Linked DNA regions of Astyanax mexicanus: region 1 is linked to region 2. Evidence: chromatin contacts called from public Hi-C data. All regions are on one chromosome and are shown on one strand. The core of a region is the stretch at or near the end of the contact, and the rest is flanking DNA. Distances in the headings are between cores, read along the strand shown. Region 1 overlaps ece2b (endothelin converting enzyme 2b). Region 2 overlaps LOC103044686 (E3 ubiquitin-protein ligase TRIM50).

Evidence for each region. A called contact is a pair of places that touch in the nucleus more often than the background predicts.
Region 1: a contact with region 2 is called in a Hi-C map of muscle, with 18 times the contacts expected there. The contact joins two enhancer-like sites. A contact is called at or near these places in 2 of 3 Hi-C or Micro-C datasets (both in muscle).

Annotation. Positions count from the first base shown.
Region 1 is chr18:20,582,888-20,587,720 of AstMex3_surface, reverse strand. ece2b (endothelin converting enzyme 2b) reads right to left here. Exons shown (of 20, transcript XM_049467322.1): 10 at 1,406-1,548. Among protein-coding and RNA genes, the nearest start is that of si:ch1073-280e3.1, 31 kb to the left of the region's middle. Within about 2 kb of position 2,985, the one cell type or tissue checked has an H3K27ac peak away from gene starts, as active enhancers do.
Region 2 is chr18:20,490,745-20,495,126 of AstMex3_surface, reverse strand. It overlaps LOC103044686 (E3 ubiquitin-protein ligase TRIM50), which reads right to left. Exons shown (of 6, transcript XM_007236750.4): 5 at 3,971-4,101; 6 at 1,387-2,882. The coding sequence ends at 2,323. Among protein-coding and RNA genes, the nearest start is that of LOC103044686, 8.6 kb to the right of the region's middle. Within about 2 kb of position 2,671, the one cell type or tissue checked has an H3K27ac peak away from gene starts, as active enhancers do.

The DNA.
Region 1 (4,833 bases), core at 1,736-4,235, 92 kb before region 2:
ATGCTCGATATTAGATCTTACATGGTGTTTATATTAAAAGGTGGAAGTAAGTTGATCCATAACATTTGGAGTAGGGGATAAAACAAAAACAAAGAGCAACAATTTCATTAGATATTTACAATAAATAAAAAAGATCAAGGTATTGCTATATCATGTGCATGAATGTTAAAGTGCTGTATGCATGGTAATCATGATCTAGTGTGTGCTTGTAAAAACTCCTTCCCTCTGATGGTAAACCGCAATATAAGCACATCCACATTCAGCAGGGCTGCCAGCTGTGTTCAATCAGCTGAATTAAATTGGGTTTATTTTGTTGCTTGAAGAACAATGAAAAACACTTTTTACACAATATGTCTCCTGTTTGATGAGGGTATCCTTTTCTTACATTTTGTTTGGCGATCTGCATTTCACAGTATTGACATGGATAAATTAGAAAGAAAGTAGGCATAGGCTGTTTCCCCACAGTATTATATGAATATATAAGGTACATATTATGGTATCTCTTCACTTGTTCTTTATTAAACAATGTTTCATATTGAGATGGAACTGTATTGTAGCAAAGCAATATTGTAATGTAATTAAATGTGCATAGTGATACATTTGACATTTCTATATTTATGTAGACATGCCAAAGGTCATGGGACAGGAACTAGTATTATGTGCAATAACTTGCTTGCTTGCTTTTACCCCATGGAAGCTAAACAACCCTGCCCTGTGCTGTGTGATGTATATCGTCGCTGTCCAATGAAAAACGCTTATCTCCAAAACAGCAAACAGGAGAGAGAAAAACCTTGTAAACTTTTAATGGAAGTCAATGTAAAAAGAGTTTATTTCAGGTCATTTTGAAGAGTTTCTATTGGTCCGTTCACAGTGTAAGGGACAGTTTGTCTGTTCAAATTATGTAGTAAACTAAAAATTGACAAAAATGGAGATAAGTGTTTTTCATTGGACAGCGACGATATGCAGTTTCCCCTGGATTGAATATGGATGTAAGCCACAGTCGGTCACAGTCAGTCAATCAATACCACCCACTGTGCTGTCCACTGAGGGTGGTAATGCCTTTTATAATATTTTGCATTCCCAGTACACACAATACTTCACACTTATAGATGTGACATTCCCATTCTTTGGCATAAAGTATCTTGTTCAATTTACACACTGCTATCCCATGACTTTTGGCTTAAAGCATTCCCTTGTATTCCATCTTCCTCAAATCAAGCCCAGGGATCAACAGAGCAGAGAATAACCCTGAAGCACTCTGCACCTCTCCAGCCACTGTGTGCTCCTCTGGGCAAAACCAGCACAGCCTGAGAGCATTAAATACAGTCACTTAACATGTTAAAAACCTCTGAGCATTGGGGAAATACCCAGTCAGCCCTGCCTGTAACCATGGAGACAGACGTACTTGCGGTCAGTCTTGTTGATGAGCTCTGAGACCTGCTGTAGGTACTCCTTGGCGTAAACCACCACCGGCTCTGTATCGTTCAGCTCCAGGGGTGAAAGCACAGAGGACAGGTAGTCCAGCCACTCCACAGCAGGAGCCAGGGTCTGCAGAAGAATCCACAGAAACATTCACTCAGAGGATTAATCATTTTCATTACAATAATCCAATAATCCATTATTCACACAGTCTGATTACAATCACCATGTATTTATTATTTAATAATATTGCCACTTATTTACTATCAACCAATGTGCAATATCACTCGTCATACTGTCATACTGTGGAACCATGTTTTTTCTAGTTTTTCTAGATTTATATGTTTTCATTAGTATTATATTCTCTTGTATTTCTTGAATATATACAAGAATCAGTTTCTCCGATTTTGCTATTTATAGGTATATGTTTGAGTAAAATTAGCATAGTTGTTTTATTCTATAAACTACAAACATTTCTCCCAAATTCCAAATAAAAATATTGTCATTTGGAGCATTTATTTACAGAAAATGAGAAATAGCTGAAATAACCAAAAAGAAGCAGAGCTTTCAGACCTAAAATAATGCAAAAGAAAGAAGTTCATATTTATAAAAGTTTTAAGAGTTCAGAAATCAATATTTGGTGGAATAACCCTGGTTTTTAATCACAGTTTTCATGCGTGTTCTTGGCATGTTCTCCTCCAGCAGTCTTACACACTGCTTTTGGATAACATTATGCCACTCCTGGTGCAAAAAAAAAAGTCAAGCAGTTCAGCTTGGTTTGATGGCTTGTGAGTTTTTTTTTGTAAAATCAAAGAAACTCATAATTTTAAGGGGTCTAATTTTTCCGGTAGATTTTATATATTATTTGTATATTTTCTGACATTTCTGTCCCATTGCAAAATTCCTGCTGTGGGATTAAAAAGGGTTATTTAACTTTATCATGATCCATTAAGATTACAACTATTTGATTATTCAGGAAAATACAATTATTAGTCTGCCATTAATTTTCACATTAAACAAGACAATACTACTAGTTACAACTAGTGATTATTTTTTTCCCCCATTTGCTCCCTTATGATTACGATTACTGAATTAATTGGAGAAAAGAAAATCAATGTTAGTTTGTCAAAACTATTTTCAAGCTAAATATATACAAGACAATTATATTAGTAAAGTTACAACTAGTGATTATTTCCATAATTGATCATTTGCCCATTAATAATTTTTTAATTACTTGATTTTTTGAGAAAATAACTTTATTGATCAACTTGAAAAAAATTCAGTCTAAAAAACAAACAACCATTTTCTTTTTAATAATCTTGATTAGCTGTTGCACAACTCTACAGCAGTGTCGTCCTAGCATCGTGTCACTTCAGATTATGCAAATAAAGTCTTCCTAACTGGTCCACAATAGTTTACATTTTTTATTAGCCGCGCTAGAAAGAATTTTGTAATTGCCAGACGAGTCGCGTCACCGTTTAACTCTCCAGCCTGCAGCTGGATGGAACATCTGACATGCAGAACAGCCCATGAAGGGGTCATGAACCCCATTACCATGGCCTTGGGAGACTCAGCTGTTTGCTGGCTGAGTGGAACACTCCCCAGACTCGGGATGAGCTGCACAGTCAGAAAGCACTCTCCTACTAATACTGCTGAAAGCAAAACACATGAATATTCTATGCAGCTATTTAGTCTTGTATGACTTGTAGTCTTGTATGATTACAGCTCTGGCTAGAACCTTCTTAAAAATACAGGTTTTTAAATGGTTTCTGGCCTGGAACTAAGCTTCAAGGACAAATCTTTAACTAGTGTAACTCTCTCTCTCTGCATTATGTAGTTCTTCAAAAGAAGCATAACAGAAGAGTATATTCTGTTACATAACAGGGCTGTGTAGTGGAAAGAACCTGCCAATAAGATAGGCAAAACAAAACATTTGTTGCATAAAATATATTGTGATATATTTTGATACTACTGCAAGCAATTTTTAAAATTAAATATCAGGAAAATCATTGTAGTTCAAAAAATACATTTATACACACTTATCGTCAAAACAAATAGTTGCACCCAGAAGGGATCAACCTACAGGAATGAATCTTGGAGAGTAGTTGGTTCATACTGTTATGGAGTGACTCAGAATGGCAGTAGATCTTTAGTGATGAGTCCTACTTCTGTACAGAGTTCAGTGCCAGTATCAATGCTTTAAGGAGGTCCTGCATTGAACTGCATGAAAATATTGGAGCTGCATGGGAAGGATTATTGAGGACATCATTAAGAACCTCTCTAGTCTATCAGTCTAAAATATTTAAATCATTATTATTATTCCTGGTAATTTATCATTCTTCTACACAGCACCGCAATCACACCCTTCTTTCAGGGTGCAACTATTTTTCCAATGTATCTGATTAAAAGAAAAATTTACTTTTTATGCAGTCAGAACAGTGGGATTTGAAGACGGCCATCTAGTGAAAAACACAGCTAACTAGTAGTCAACACAAAATGTATCATGGTTATATAAACTAAACTTTGTATATAAACTATTAATTAAAAATGTTAATATGTTTTTGAGAATTAATCCAATAACTAATGACAATTTCCATCATCGATATTGATTAATCAATCATTTGGCAAAAACAAAAGCACAATTTTTATATTAAAAATAGAAGTATTGTCCTTTAGTACCAAAATTCACTCTCTTAATTTATAGTTATAATAACTAATTGTGATGACTGTATAGTTATTAAGTAAAAATCATTACTGTCTTTGTGAATCAAAACAGTACCACAAAACATAATATTGTGATACTTCTATATATATATATATATATATATATATATATATATATATATATAAATAATATACCCATATATCAGTTGCAAATCAGCCCCTATTTTTATCCTTAACTTCTGTAAGTTTGCTATTTTACTAGGAAGTTTGGAGTGATGGATAAAAGAACACGATGTGCATTCAGACTCTCTCCGAAACACAAACCCACAAAGAATCAGACACACTCGCCAGCAACTCTGCATTCCAGAGATCCAGACGCAATTCCAGCTGCCCAGCCCTTGGGGTGTACTGCACTCAAGCCACCATGGCCAACACTCATACACACACTAAAGCCCCTATCCACAGCCCTCACCCATGCTGTGGGAGTGTGGGAAGAGGAGAAGATGAGATGAGGGGTAAACGGTCGTCATTTCCAGTAGACCACAGTAGCAGAAGGTTATTGTCTTAATAAAGTTAAAAAGCCTGAGGGCTCTAGCTTCTGTTCAGGTAATATGTGAAGTAATAAGAAATGCATGCCACCACAGCGTGTGAAGAGTAAAAAAAGAAAAAAAAAAAGAAAAAGAAAAAAGAAGTAAAGCAGGGCTGTGTGAAGGAATGAAGACTTACAGACTTCAGGATATAAATGTTGTA
Region 2 (4,382 bases), core at 1,422-3,921:
CTGGCAGCCATCAATCAAACCAACTGCCTAGTGTCTACCGCTGTCAAATTATCCTACCATACACAGACGCTTCTTCACCTGATGTACGGATTATAAAAAATGACAGTGACTGTCTGTGAGATCAAGTGGAAGACAAATGATGTTTACCTTGAGTCAACCTGCCACAAAATATCCCATAATGATTTATTACTGTAATGCAATTTAACCCTCTGATTATCCTCAGATTTACTAACAGACTATTCTTGAAGCTAGTAATTTAAACATCCAGAAAAAAATATATAATTAAACATGTTAGCAGGCATTATGTGCCAGGCATTTCATTATTTTATATTCTCACATTAGAAGTAGGGATTCAGGTGGATATATATAAAAATATATATTTTTTAATTAATTACAGATTTTTTTTAAACTGATATAATTTTCATATAGTTTTTTAATGTCACCGGTGTTTCATAATTAGGACGTTACTTAAGTGACTGACACCATAGAGATTCTGGAAAAATTTAAGATTTTTTTAAAAAAATTTATGGCTGCCAGAATGGCAGTTTGGGAAATTAGTTACAACAGCCTAAAGCAGAGTGATGTTTTTTTTTATTTTTATAAAATTGCATTTACAAAATTGTCATATAGTGACCTCAATATTACCTAACATGTGCGCTAAATCCTGATATTTATTATGTTTTTTGTATAGATAAAACTGACCCATCAAAGAACACCGCGGTATACAAAATGTGTACAGGACATTTTAAAAAATATTATAATGTTGATTTAATGTTTACCTGGTTGTCCCCTTTAAATTGGGATAGTTAACTAGCTTATATAACTAGTAAGCAGTGGAGCGCTAAAGTTCAGCAACCTAGCTGCTGATTAACTAGTTAATTTTAGGGCATTGTATGTCTTCAGAAAGTGGGGCAGGTGGTGCAGCAATTAGTAATTTTTGTCCATTCCTTAATTCCTCTATGATGGGGAGCTGAAAATAGCTTTTATTTAATTTAACTTTTACATTCCACCTTAAATGCTGCCGCTTTTGCAGTCTGTTGCACCATTTAAGGTGGAATGGGAAGATTAGATAACCTTACTTGAATAGCCCACCACCGCTCTCCAACAGCTTTCCGAAATCCAGTAATTTTGTGCTTTTTTCCAGCACTCTTTACAACAGGTGCTTTGGGGCATCCACTTATCCCTGAAGATAAATTGCTTTTTACACCGTTATCCAGGCTCAAAGTAGCCCCACACCTTATTGGTAGAATTTGGAAATTTAAACAACTATGCTGCCAACACGAAAAAAAAATTATATTGGTTTAGACCCTTAATGATAAAAATGAAATTTCCTTAGTTCTGTACTGGAGCTTAATTAATAATGTACACAGATTTGAATATGTATTTTTTAGAAGTTTATTGTTATATTAGGTTCTTTATTAGCTGCTGTTGCTGCTCCTGGTATTTTTCCAGCAATCCACAACTATCATACAATACCAGAACTTTACATTCATATGGTTTTCAAAGAGTAAAGTATAGACAACAAATATAATATAAAACTTAATTATAATAATAATAACATTAATATGTCATTAATTTGCACTTAACCAATGCTTATAAGGCTTATTAGAGAACTCACCAGTGTTTTACACAATCCCACTAACCTAAGTAATTCCTTTACAACTCTTTGTCATTTATTGAGATGGAGATGACTTGTACCTTCTGTTCTGACCTGGTGTTGTCTGGCTTGGTTCTCTATTATCCTGTAGCCTGCTCTGGATCCCTGCCTTGATAGACAGTATTCCGGTCACACTCCACAGCTGTACATATAATTGTTTATCCTGCATGGACTCATAAATGGATAAACTGCTCTCACATTAGCTATAGCTATTCATTATCTCACTCATTTTCTTTTGTCCAGTTCTTCTTGTTGTTTTATTATTTGTTACGCTGTCTGTGTCAACCAGAGAAGGACCCATTCCTTCCTAGGTTTCTTCCTTGCTACTGTCACATTTGTGCTTACTCTAAAGAGGCTCAGACCTGATCTCTGTAAAGCTGCTTTGTGACAGCATTTATTTAAAAAGTGATACATAAAAATACATTTTAATTAAAGTGAATTACATGACATGGCAGCCAAGATATACAGTATGGCCCACCTCGGCTGCAGCCTAGACTTTGGAACGCAGCTCTTGTGTATCAAACAATGCACATCAAACAATGCTTACTGCAAAGCAGTAAGAAAACACAAGTGTATTAAGATCAAATGACCGAAGGAAGTCCAGAGTCTTTGAGATGCATCTTTTTAAAGCCTCAAAAAGGTTTCATAAGAAAACTGAAGGTAGGTCACACCTCGGCAAGAGGCTGGGGCAGAGAGATTGGCAGCTTGTTGGCACTGCGCTCATGCCAGCATACGTCAAACAGCGGGTACACCTTCCCCTGCAGCTCAGCCTGATAGGAGTAGATAGTTACCAGCTCGTCTGGACTGTCCGCATTGTAGAACGTCATCTCTCCTCTTTCATAGTCCAGGAAGACCCCCAGGCGCTGGGGATGGGTTGTGAGGGGCAGCGTGACTCGTGGGTTAGCAAAAGCCTCGTACAGTCGGCCTTCCTTCAGCCCAATCAGCCAAACTCCACCCTCTGGGCTCTTGGTCAGCTTATTCTTGCGCGATGTGGTTCCTTTGATTAGGCCGAGCCGCCACTTTGGCTTTTGGCCCACCTGGACCTCCCAGTAATGCTTCCCTGAGGAGAACCCGCGACTGGCCAGCACACAGTAGCTGTAGCTGAAGCGCTCTGGATTATTGGGCAGGCGGTTCACAATGACACCGCACTCCACACTCGTGAGGTGCTCGTTGAGTTGCAGCATGGGATGAGCTGTGAGAGGGTCAAACTTCAGATGCTCAGGAGCTGTGGAATGAGTATAAAGTGGACCTATGTTCGATATGTATTTTTATTTGTGAAGACATAATGTTCTATTATTAAATGCTTGCTAATTTTTTAAATAAAATGAAATAAAAACCTGATGCTTATGTAATAAATCCCAATAATATTACTGGCTGGAAAAAGCATCCATGAATAGCATTGGTGATCTGGAAAACTTGCCATTTCTGGCATATTGTTATCTTGGCAACAGGTAACACAGGTGCGCCACTGACTGAATACAACCTAGACAGACATCAACAGGCAAATTTTGCTTTTTGGATACGCAGCAGTGCACAAACCCAATTGCATGCCTGTTGGCAGCTATGCAAACTTTAACATCAATATGAAACATAATACAAACTATTTTTTTTTTCTCTGCTGAGAAGCATTGGACATGTCCAAGTAGCTGCGCCACTAAAATAGCAATCTGCCAAAGACGGCCCACCGAAAAAAAAAAATCAGGAGTTTAATGATTCAGCTCTAATAAGAGTTTATTTATGCTTGAATTGATGCTTGTATTTCCATTTTTCTTCAGAAAACATTTAGTGCTGATTGGATGACAAGTTAAAACACAGTCCATTATGTTTTTTGATTTGACATTCAGCAGTGTTAGAAAGTCATCAAATATCTGGCAGCGGCGTTGAAAGGTTTTATGCTGTTCATTTACAAATTATAAATTACAATAATTTAAAATATAAATTTGGACTCACTCTGAAGTGCCCTCTAGTGTCTGAACAAATATAAAGACATTACCAAGTAGTGCTTCTTCTCTCCTCACTACATATTTACTGTCATAAAGGTAACACATCGATATTTGTGAACATGAGAATGTTATTGTCTTTTGTTTGTGTCTAATGTCTTATGTTTTATGTAAATACAATTGAGTTTATAGTTTATTAACTTCCTCTTTAAGTACCACCTGGTGTCCAAATAATAAAAAGTTTTAAAGAGTCCATATTTGTCTTTACTAGAAGAACTTATTTAAGCCTCAATAAGTGTCCCTTAAGCTATCTTTAGATTCTATTCTACTGTAAGTGCTGTGAATTCTATCAGTGACTGGACACACTTTTTACCTGGCAGAACTCTCCTGTGTAATCTCTTCCACACAGCGATTTTGATGTCACTGTGATTGAAGCCTGGTTTGAAGCTAATGGAGCTGTAGGTTCTCTCCTTCCTCTTTTCTCTCTGCTGGCTTTCTCTAAACCTGCAAAATCACAGAAAGCTCTGAGAGAAACTTAGATCCCACACTAAGTAACCTCACCAGAAAGTTTGAGACCATCAGAATGATGTTAAATCCAGCTGTTGTGTGTTCTGTGCTGACATTTGGAAAATGTTAAGAGTAATATATGGCTGCTTTTAGTCAGCTGGAGCAGCAAATGACGGTTAGGTTGGGAAACAACAACTGTCAACAATAATGAGATGAGAATAACATCAGTACTGAGAGTTACTTTCATCTCTATTGTTACCAAACCCTGTTTCTCATTA